2 separate regions of the Rattus norvegicus genome follow, and region 2 is linked to region 1. The links are chromatin contacts, called in public Hi-C maps. All regions are on one chromosome and are shown on one strand. Each heading gives the region's core, a stretch centred on a gene start, on an enhancer-like site or on the middle of the called end of the contact. The rest is flanking DNA. Distances are from core to core; before and after follow the strand shown.

Region 1 (5,878 bases), core at 750-3,249:
TCAGTTCCATGGTTGGCTCTGCGTATCTTTATCTGTATTGGTCTGGTGTCCATCTGCTTTTAAGGCTTCTTTACTCGCTCTGGTCTTGGCTTCCTCATCTTTAATTTCTCTCATGTCAGACTTTCACAAGCCTTAAAGGACTTGACAAAAAAATACAAGATACATCTAGTCTATTTATGGAATTTCTTTCACTTCCTTAGGTTATTCCGTGTATGGTGCGAATTCACGAAATGAGAACAGAAGACAGTCAAGGATGCTCACATGATGTGAATGACAGTATCATTCAATATAGAGGCCTCTTAAGACATTGACCTATGAAACTAATAATAGATTCAGGCCTCATATTATACATAAGCTACCTTAAAAATATGCTGTTGCCTATGGAGATATAATAGAAACCGTCCTGAAAATTCTGTGTGACAAAGTAGCTAAGATTTAATAGAAGTGTAGGAATTTAGAGGCTATTTCTAGATGCCTTAAAATATCCATTAAGAAGCATTGCTGAAACAATTAGAAACCCCAGGAGAAAGTCCTCAGACATTCAATCAACGCTCGACATAGCTGGACTCTAAAAATAAACATGAAAAATAACGAGAATTTACTCTACATCAAGGTGTGGACATCTGAAGGACTCTAGGAGTGGGAAAATTGAGAAAGACAGAAGCATGAGAATAATTAAATTGGGTCTTCAAGGTGTCAGGTATATAGGGATGAGCTACATTTCTTGCCATTCAAGAATTTTGCAGTGACAATGGAGGACCACAGAGATGTAAAGAAACATTTCAATGCGACTCTTACTTGACATTTACTTGCTGGTATTGATGTGAGGTACTCCAGATGACACTGCAACTCATTCAGATTTCTTTTTATTCTTTTTTTTTCCTTTGGAGCTGGGGACCGAACCCAGGGCCTTGTGCTTGCTAGGCAAGCGCTCTACCACTGAGCTAAATCCCCAACCCCCTTCTTTTTATTCTTGATCCAGCTGAATATGATAAGTGTTGCAGTGACCTTTAGCCCCAAGCCCAAAACCCAGACGTTGAAATCTGGGCAACATATTAAGACCCTATCTCCACAGGGAAAGGGCAAAGAGGGTGGAGAACAGAGGACAGAGAGGATGAAGAGGATAGAGACAGTGGAGAGGATGGAGTAAAGGGAGAAGATGGAGAAGGTAGAGAGGGTGCAGAGGGTGGAGAGTGTGCAGAGGTGGTTCACAAGTTCTAAGATCTTACTCTTCCTACCCAGATCCAATTATCAGTTTCCACCATCATCATTAGGTGGCTCACAACCTCCTGTAACTCCAACCCCACTATTCTATCCTCTGAAATATCATCCAAATATACATATATAGAAATAAATATTTTTTAAAAAAAGATATTTTTCCTATGTGCTACTAGTGTCTATTTCGGGTGAAGCTCTGAGTGACAAAGGATATTTAGAGATGAGCAAATGCACAGATTTTATGCAGAAAGGAGGGTAACGATTAGGTTGTTTGGTTTCTCATAATCATGCTGAAGAATTTGAGAATGTGAGTGATGAACTCAGGATGCTAAATTCTTAGGAAATGTTCTATAAAAGGAGTTCACAAATCTTGCTTGGAAAGGCATTCTTATCTCACAGCCAGAGGGTAAATACTTCTGAAAATAAAATGTCAGTTTTGGTTAGACCAATTATAGCCCACACTGAATTCCAGAGCTTAATGGGACTTTTTTTAATTAAAATTAGGGCAAGGACTATGAACTGTTTGAGTCCAGGAATTTGGGATTGGAATATATGAGCAAATTCTGGTGAAGATTTCTCTCTATGTCCACATAGAGTCCTGCCTTCTTAAAGCCTTTCCTTTGCAGCCCAATGGAGGCACAGCCTGTTCTGTCCCAGGACTTCAGTACCACTCTGTGACAAGCAACTCCCACCAATGGGAGTCCAATCAAGATTCCTGCTAGCCCTACAATTATTTTATTGCCATTGAAATCTGTAGTTAGACTCAATTGCCAACTGTGTTAGACTGTGGATCCACACCCAAGCAGCTGCATGTCTGGCCAGTTTTCATCAGCAAAAAATAGGGATAAAAATGGCGGCATATCTTTAGGGTATTGTTGGAACAAGTTGGTAAAGTTGGAGCAAGTCAACCTGGACATAGGGATAGGGATTCCTGAGTCAGTGTTTTAGCTTTGGGGATGGGGATGGCTCTAATTGGTTGTTTGGTTGATTGAACTGAGTCATAGACCCAGAGGCAACTTACCCAAACAGAAGTAGAAACATATACTAGTCCTGTTGTATAGAGAAAGACACTCAGAAGCAAAAGTGGATTTATAATAACAGAACAACTCATGGAGCTGGACAAGTCCTTACTCAATATTTCATACTTGATCATGAACCCTAATGATACAGTCCATCTTAACTAAGTGTAATTTTCCCATCAAAATGCTTTTAACATTTTTAAAATTTACATATTTATTTTTATGTAATATTTTAATTTACCCTTTGAGAATTTTATGCAAGTGGAATCATTTCTTCTGATACTTCTCCTGTTGGAGGCCTGGATCCACACATACATCCTCACAATTTCATTTTCTTGTTATGATTTTTCAATATATAAATAATCAACCCACTGAATTTGCTTTCTACCTGCACATGAATGTAAGGGCATGCACAGAAATATGGTCAATGTATCACAAATCACAGCTCTAAAGAAAGCTGCCTTTTCTTCCCCTGGCAGCCCTTTGGGTCTTTATACTTTTTAATTTCATTTTTTTAACATTTCTAAAAAATTTTTACATGCACTTTAAAATCCAGAATACAAACAAGATTGACACTTTCAAATTTTCTTAGCTAAGACAAATGAAGCTCATTTCTGTTTGTGAATTTTTCTATTGTTAAAAATAACAAATATATGTGTTTAGCCATCTTTTCAGATGGATGAGCCTTCCAAATGATAGGAGATCGATGGTAAATGTATTCATCTCTAAGCAATGCATTTAACAGCATCTGAGGATAAATATTAATGAAAAATAGTTCACTTTGCAAGCTTGACATGAGAAGTCATTAGGGATATATCTATGATAAAAATACACCACAGCCTCACTGCAGAGAAAGGGAGATGTGTGGGAAATGACTTCTGCAAAAGGGCAAAGTTCCCTGAAAAAAAAAAGAAGATAGTTCAATTTCCTCTCTCCACGCTGTCTTTTTAAAATAACATGACATACCACACATTTTGACACAACTCCACATGACTCAGGGGCCTTTCTTTAAATAAGACCAGAACACATTCGTGGAGCCTGAGTCACCTCTAACCCTTCGAACTTGGTGAAGATTACTAATCAGGACAAGCCTTCATTCCTAAGTCAGTATGGGAAAGTTCTGATTCAGGCAGTTAACCTAACATTCTGTTCTGCACTAAACAAGCTATGGGTTTTCCTTCTTCTCTTTTTTGTCTCACATTAAAAGAAAAAGAATACTCTAAAAAATGTATTTTTCTACAGTAAACAAAATCTCACCTTTTCAAACTAAGCAATGTTTATGAAGATGACTTAGAAAGGTAAAAGAAAATAACTCATTAACATAGAAAATCTATCCATGATGGGCTCCCCTTTAGGGATGTCAAGACTGAGGAAAACCATTTCCTCTGAGAAAATTAAACCAGTAGAATATTTGCTCTTCTGAGATCAGGGAGATCCTCTGGATAAAAGCCAAAGTTTAAGATTGTTCTTAGGATGGAAAGCGAAAGTCAAGAATTGAGACTATGACTCTCTGTCACACTCAGCCCTCATCCACATTGTGATGTTTTCTGGTCTCACAATCCTATCCCTAACATTAAAAGCCTGTTTCCTGTTTTAAACAAATAACTATGACGCAGGGGGTTGGGGGGAGGTGTTAATGAAATCATTGAACTTTCAGGAGGCCAGATAGGATATTTCCTTTTCTTGCCGAGCTGTCTGTAGTCTCAGTTTCCCTTATTTAAATGATAAAGACACTGTCTGTTCTCACATGTGAACAAAAATATCTGATGCATACATTGTTTGGCTTTTGTGTACATCACAGAATAAATAACAGCAAATAGAGAGCTGTGATGCCTGACTGGACTCTGAAGGCCCTCGAATTTCACTCACTGGGTATTTCCCTAGTGATGGGGATCAGTTGACAAAGAATTGTGATCACTTCCTATGAATGATGCCTTTCCCTCAATTGTATACACACCACCATTGGTAGTATTATATGTCAATCATCTTGTATCTACCTCAAGTATTCAAATCAGTCTGAACAGTGAAGGCTGGGTGGCTGCGACTGCTCTCCAACTCTGTCGTCTCATTTCCCCAATCATCACCAAAGGACCAAGAGAGAGGAAGGTTTGGGAGGAGACAGGAAGACAGAGAGACAGAGAGACAAAGGGGGGTAGGATTCAAGCTTTTAACTTCAGACATGATTTCTTTTTTCCTCACAAACACCCAATTCTTACTACCATTTAATATAGCAAAAAAAAATTTTTTTCAAAAAATAGTCATGTTTCAGGTGAGCCAAAGTTCTTCATAGGTCTGGAAGAACACATCCTGGTGGGAAATGACTGTATATTGTGTTCTTTTGAAAGGCTTGTTGACAAAAACAGATGGTGCAGGTGTCTGCTTGCAGTCACAGTTGTAGTGACCTTCCTGTAGTTAAAACAAACAGGCAAACACAGTATCTCATCTCCTGGCTCCCATTAAAAGTCTAACTTTTTGCCGTGGAAACAAACTGTTTTACAATTTTAATAGAAAAGAAGGAATCACAAGCATATAAAAGAAGGAAAGACACACACACACACACAGAGACAGAGAGAGACAGAGACAGAGAGACAGAGAGACAGCGAGTCAGAGAGAGACAGAGGCTCAACAGCTATCAGATAAATAAACAGCACAAAGACTCCTGTGGTTGTCGAGCTCAGATGCTGAAGAAAAGACTTCAGCAACACATGTCTGGCTGCTGAGACAGAGGGACTGGAACAAATCCAGGGAGACCACATCTGGGAGTGCCAGTGTGTGAATGCAGCTTAGCTGGCCTCCCACACAACAGGAATTCCACCAGAAGTATGTGCTCTGGGTGGAAGAGAGCAAAAATGTGTTCAGAATATCACTAAGGAAACCCAGATGCATTATCTCTGCCAGAGTTCAGAAGACAGTGGAGGCCATAAATGCCTCCCGGACTAAAGCAGACAGTATACTTTAATGACACGGGTGAAGCTGGGAATAGGAAAGAAGGAACTAGAAATACCTCAGTGTACTAAGAAGAATGAGAGGCTTTAAAGCATCAGGACATGTTTCCGGCGCTTTCAAGAAAATAATAATGTCTGTGGCATTTTGCAGGCAAAGAATGATCAAATTAAAGACATTTTTGTCCTCGTGCTCCAGGTTGTGGCTATCGTAAGTTCACCTTTAAAATATCAAGGCAGTTGTTCCTCCTGTTTTTGCTTCTCTATAACAGGTTGTTTTCATAACCAACAGAAAATTTTCAGAATACATTTTGGTCCAAAAAATATATCTGATCTTACCATTATGAAAGTCTGTTTTTGGCCTCCAAATGTACCTTGTAAGAAGACACATGTTTAGACTATCATGTGTGTGTGTGTGTTTGCAGAGCTTTGATTTTTAAAATGTGACTCAGTAACTTAGATCTGCTTCCAGCAAAATGACTGTGGTAGTTTGAATATGCTTGGCCCGAGGCAGGGGGCACTATTGGGAGGTGTGGCCTTGTGGGAGGAGGTACGTCACTTTGGGCATGGACTTTATAACCCTTCTCCTGACTATGTGGGAGTCAGTCGTCTCCTACTGGCCTGTAGATAAAGATGTAGAACTCTCAATTCCTCCTACACCGTGCCTGCCTAGACACTGCCATGCTCCTGTCTTGATGA
Region 2 (5,551 bases), core at 1,509-4,008, 470 kb before region 1:
AGGGTATTTTTAAAGGCTGATAGTGTAAAATAGGGTAAATGAGGAAGAAAAGGACGATGGAGCTGAGAAATGGCTCAGGAGTTAAGAACATGGTTTGCTCTGTCTAGAGAGAGTCAGATCTGAGGCTCCAGCACTTATACTACGCACTTCACAAATGGCTGTAACTCTAGCTCCAAGCAATCAGATGCCCTCCCTGGCATCTGGAGGAATACTTACATATGTAATGTTCACACACACACACACACACACACACACACACACACCACAACACACTCATACACACACGCACACACACACACATTCACACACACACATTCACACACACACATTCACACACACCACAACACACTCAACACACATACACATTTACATGCTAAAAATGGAATAAGTCTTGAAAATAATAAAACATGCAGTACCCTAATAGAAGAGACGATGGTATTGCCACATAGTTTTAAATTTGACCATACTGTTCTTATATTTCTGTATCTTTCACATTTTTTTATTAGAAGAGTCTTGTTTGACCACCAATTTAAATAAGCCTCTCTAAGAATGGAATGCCCTTCCTGCACATTAAAGTTTTCATGATAATGGAAAGAATTAAATTATGTTTGTTTAAAGTTTTCTATAATGATGTTTTATTAAAAATAGAAATGAAACTAAAGTGACATTTAAAAAAATGATTCTTTTTGCTACGCAGATGATTGTACCTGAAACTTTAAGCATTTCTGAGGAGACAGAGCAGTCTAAATGGAAGTAAAGTTGCTTTATAATTGAAAGTTTGCATCTGAGTAAACTCTAGCCTTGGAGAATACTGGAGAGTAAATTGAATATTCTGAACTAAAGAAAGATAATTCCTAGCGCCAAAGGTTGCGAGAGAGCAATGAATGAAGGAAATGATGGTATCAATGTTTCTCTCTGAGTATTAAATAAGATGGTTAGTCTCAAGAGTGACACAGGCTTGCTATGCCGAGGAGAATGTCATATCCTCTACAGCACAGGGAAGACGGCTAAGAGCAGCCCAAGCACCTGATATAAACTTAAGGCTCCAAAATTGCTCTCAGGCATATTTACTACTTCCAACTTTCTATTCTCTATCTCTGGTTGCTATCTTCTGTCAATAGACACATATGTATGTATGTATGTGTGTATGTGCATATGTAATGCATGCATATATGTATGTATGCATGCGTGTATGCATGTATGTATGCATGCATTTTGTATACAGGTATGTGTGCATGTATGCATGTATGCATGTATGCATGTATGTGTGTATGCATGTATGGATGTGTGTATGTATGAATGTATGTATGTCTGTATCCAGAAATCATTGATCTATCAATAACACATGTACTGTATATCAATCTGTGATCTTTTTAATGCCCACTCACAAGCTTATCTAACATCTATCAAGATGTCTAGTCTCTCTTTCAATTGTTTATCTACCATCTATGTTTTCCTTCCTGTCTGCTCACTGATTATCATTTATCTGTCTGTCTGTCTGTCTTTTTTTCGTTCTATCTCTATCTTCCTATCTATCATGTTAATATGTATCATTAACCATATTAAATTACATTTATTTTAACTAATGTATATCTCAAGAACCATCTATATGAATGTTATATGTTGTTCAGTGAATATATGCCTTGTGTACAATTTGATCAAATTAAACATATCTACTTCAATAGTCATCATTTATTCATCACAACAATCAGATTAAAAACTTTATACTTCTCTAGTAATTCAGTTGCAAGTTTGATAGTATTGATAAAATATCACTGTGATTCATAATGTTCTTGAATACATCATTCTGGAGAATCTATCTATTTCCTCATCTCTAGAAACCTCCCAACCTTCTCTGTGTCATAGTTTAACAAAACTGACAAAAGGACATGATAAATTTCTCTAACATTTAACTTAAATTCAAAACAAGTATTTGTAGTAGGCTCACAAGAAACACCTTCTTAATGCTTCTCCATTCCTTTGGCAGATTTTGAGTCCTGAATTCTGTAAATGACTCACTATGTGGGAAGCCCATAGTCATCAGGGTGTGGCCTGCAAGACTTTCTACCTCATGGTGGGAAGACATGGAGTTCCTAATCTTTTAATTATTAGCTGTAAATGAATGGGTGCAGAAAAGAGAAGACATTACGATGCCATTGTCTGTAGGCCCTGCCCTGCAGCTGTAGTCAGCTTCAGGGGTGTGGCAGAGACTGTTTTCATTGTTTCTGTGTTTACTTCCTACAATAGTCTTCTTCATAAATTTCCTTATTACCATCTGTGTGGAAACAATCATTTGTTGCCCTATAGAAATGGGTGGTGTTTCACTGTTTATAGTGTTAATATTGTAGAAAGCCAATACACAGATTTTGTATCTTGTCTGTTTTGTCAGTTATGAAGTCACCTTGACTGAAGGATGGCATGCACACTTTGCAAATTTCAGTAATAAAATCCAGTGAGTGTGTTTGAAGTCCTCTATCTATAAGAAATAAAGTCGAAGGCACAGCGTGTCTCCTTTTGGTGGCTTCAACCTTCTTTTCCACCTTTCTTCCTCCTCCTAAGTGCTGAGGAAACTTTCTGCTCTGGGTTTGTGTTCACTGTCTCATATAATTCCTAAAGAAATTGATAGAAGTTGATGAGAATAGTCGTTTTTCATTTCCTGCCCTCAGGAAGCAGGGAGTCTTTGTAGGATCCCAAAGACAGACTTTAAAATTGCACATATGGGTGTGTGAACTCAGGTGACTGCATCAGTCTTTCAGTCCACTTGACTCTCTTGGCTACTAATCTACATAACTATGGAATTGGAAGTCTAGACCTAGGAAGCTGGAGTAATGGAGCTAAAAGAATCACCAGTGGGGCTGGAGAGACGGCTGAGTGGTTACGAGCACTGACTGCTCTTCCAGAGGTCCTGAGTTCAAATCCCATCAACCACATGGTGGCCTACAACCATCTGTAATGAGATCTGATGCCCTCTTCTGGTGTGTCTGAAGATAGCTGCAGTGTGCTTATATATAATAAATAAATTAAAAAAAAAAAGAATCACCACCAACGTAGAAGGAATATGAGGATTAGGGAAAGTGCATGCATAAGAGAAATTAGAGAGTTCACTTACCTAGCTACTCTAGGGTCACCCAAAGATCATTCTTATGGCAAGATTTCTGGATTTCTCACAATGTACCCCCACCCCTCATAAAAAGTGAAGAGATGGCTAGGAGAACCCATCTCTACCCCTTTCTGTATGTCTCAGCAACACATACGTGGGAACATTCTAGCAGCATCCTTGGTGGTGAAGATGAGTGTGCTGAGAGATATTCATGTTGAAGGGAAACATACATAAACAGTCATGACTCCCCAGTTTTATCGATTATAAAACTTCAGTGAATTGAGAAGGCTCTTGTCGAACACCCCTAACTATTACTTTATATTCGTGATCATAGAATAAAGTAGATATTCATTATCACACAAGAAATTCTCAACGATGTTCATGTCAGTTGTGGTCTAGGATGATATTAAAAGAACAGAAAAGGATGAAAGATAAAAATGAAAGCCTGAGTGAAATTCAGCTTTTTGGTTACACAGTGTATTTGGGCCACAGGAAGCCCCATGGAATAGTAATCAGACCGCATCTCACCCATGAAATAGATGTTTTGTGAGGAAGTTAATCTCTTTCAATCTGCAGAGTCAAAATCGAGATCACGCCTATACTTCAGATGACACATGCCAAAATCATGCAAAGATTAACCAAAGGGCACTCCTCGGCCTTGCACAAAATCACAAACATCCAACAAATGTCTCTCCAGAGGTCACTTGCTGCACTGTACTTACCCCTCCAGCATTAAGCTTGCTGTGGAGGAAGGCGTGTTGCTGACCTCCATTATTTCTGTGTTGGGAGAGCGATGAGAGTGTTAGAGGAGTTGATAATGCATGTGTCACGATGTCCCTTCTACAAGTTGTATTTCTCCTACGGCCACCTAATATTTCATTCCTAGAATACTCAGTGACAGCAAGAATCTGAATGTGTTTTTGCTTCCTGCCTTCCTGCTGCAGCGGTTTGGCAAAGAAAACATTCATTTACAATTTATGGAGAAGCTGCACAGGTGCCACTGAAAATCAGCTAGTAGGTGATAGAATCTGACATCTCCCATCATGCACCAGGGCTTCCTGATTCACACAATATCACAATCAGGTTAAATTAACAACAACGATAGCAATAGTAAAAAAAATGGTACTAAATTTTCCCAATTCAAATGCTGCTTGTGGTTAACTATAAAAAGATGCCTTGAAGGATTAGAAAGGTGGCTTGGTATCTAAAGTGCCTGCTTTGGAAGCATGAAGACCCTCAGCTCCTATATTAAGATCTCAGCACAGTGATAGCATCTATAAACCCAGGGTTGGGTGTAGGTGTTTCGATGTGTCCCTTTAGCTCTCCAGCAAGTAAACCTGAATGAATGGGTAAACTCCAGATTCACGAGAGAGACACTGTCTCCAAAATATAGAAAGAATTGAGGGGGACTGAGGAAGACGCATTACATAGGTATCTGACCTCTATATCCATCCGTCACACACGAATATGAAGATGCACACAGAAATATGAACATACTATATGTATATATGTGATATATATATATATATATATATATATATATATATAAAGGTTCTTTAAATTGGAATCTTCTAACACAGTCAGCCTGTGAACTGGAAATGAGCAGGGAATAAGTGAACAAGGAAGACAGAATGACAGTCAAGCCTCTTCAGATAAACTAAAATATAGAGCCACGGGACAAGCCTCTTCAGATAAAATACAGAGCCTAGGGAGAAGGTGAAGCCTTTGTATTGTACATCTAAATGAAACGTGTCCTTTCCAAAACTTAAAATGCTGTGGTAGGGAAGACCTCTCATCATTCTTTTATTTCAGATCCATGCAAGTTCTATATACAGAAGAACATAACACCCACGTTTCATGGGAAACTAGGTGAGGAATTAGAGAATGCTTTCGCAAATCCCAACAAATGTCAGGGTCACAGAGTGTTCACTTGGTAAAGGCCTGTGCCATTCAGACAGCGTAGAACAATGGTCATCAGTGGTCTAAGCACGTGCTAGGCTCTGATGTCATAGCCCTCACAGTAGGGATGTCCTTGCACTAAGCGGGACACTTAGCGCCTTGGTGCAGTGTGTTCTGCCCTAGAAGTTCTGGAAGTACCTTGGGCAGCCTGTGATTTTCCAGGCCTGTGCCTCACAGTTTCAGGTGATGCTTTGTCTTCTCCTGACTCTCTGAGGCATCCCTTGTCTTTCCCAGGGTTCACCATGCAGCATCACAATGATAGAATTGCCTGCCCTCATTATCTGTCTGTAGACTCCTTAAAGCGGGAGCCTGGGTTTACCATCTACTGGCACTCAATAAATATCCCTGTACAGACTGAAGAGGTGTGCATCGTGACATTGAAATAATGCTGAATGCTGCTCCTTGTGCATGTAAACAATAGAATTCAAACTACAGAAATGCCACTCTATGAACAATGAAATTTGAATTCCTGTTGGTGATTCCAAGATAAAC

The links. Hi-C and Micro-C count contacts between places; a contact is called where the count stands out from the background.
Region 2: a contact with region 1 is called in a Hi-C map of Schwann cells, with 6 times the contacts expected there. The contact joins two enhancer-like sites. A contact is called at or near these places in 3 of 12 Hi-C or Micro-C datasets (the A7r5 cell line, the Rat2 cell line and Schwann cells).

What each region holds. Positions count from the first base shown.
Region 1 is chr17:69,995,687-70,001,564 of GRCr8, reverse strand. No RefSeq gene overlaps it. Among named protein-coding and RNA genes, the nearest start is that of Klf6, 540 kb to the right of the region's middle. Within about 2 kb of position 1,999, at least 8 of the 93 cell types and tissues checked have an H3K27ac peak or open chromatin away from gene starts, as enhancers often do.
Region 2 is chr17:70,470,793-70,476,343 of GRCr8, reverse strand. The region is part of intron 2 of LOC120097919 (a long non-coding RNA gene); the gene reads left to right. Among named protein-coding and RNA genes, the nearest start is that of Akr1e2, 170 kb to the left of the region's middle. Within about 2 kb of position 2,758, at least 4 of the 93 cell types and tissues checked have an H3K27ac peak or open chromatin away from gene starts, as enhancers often do.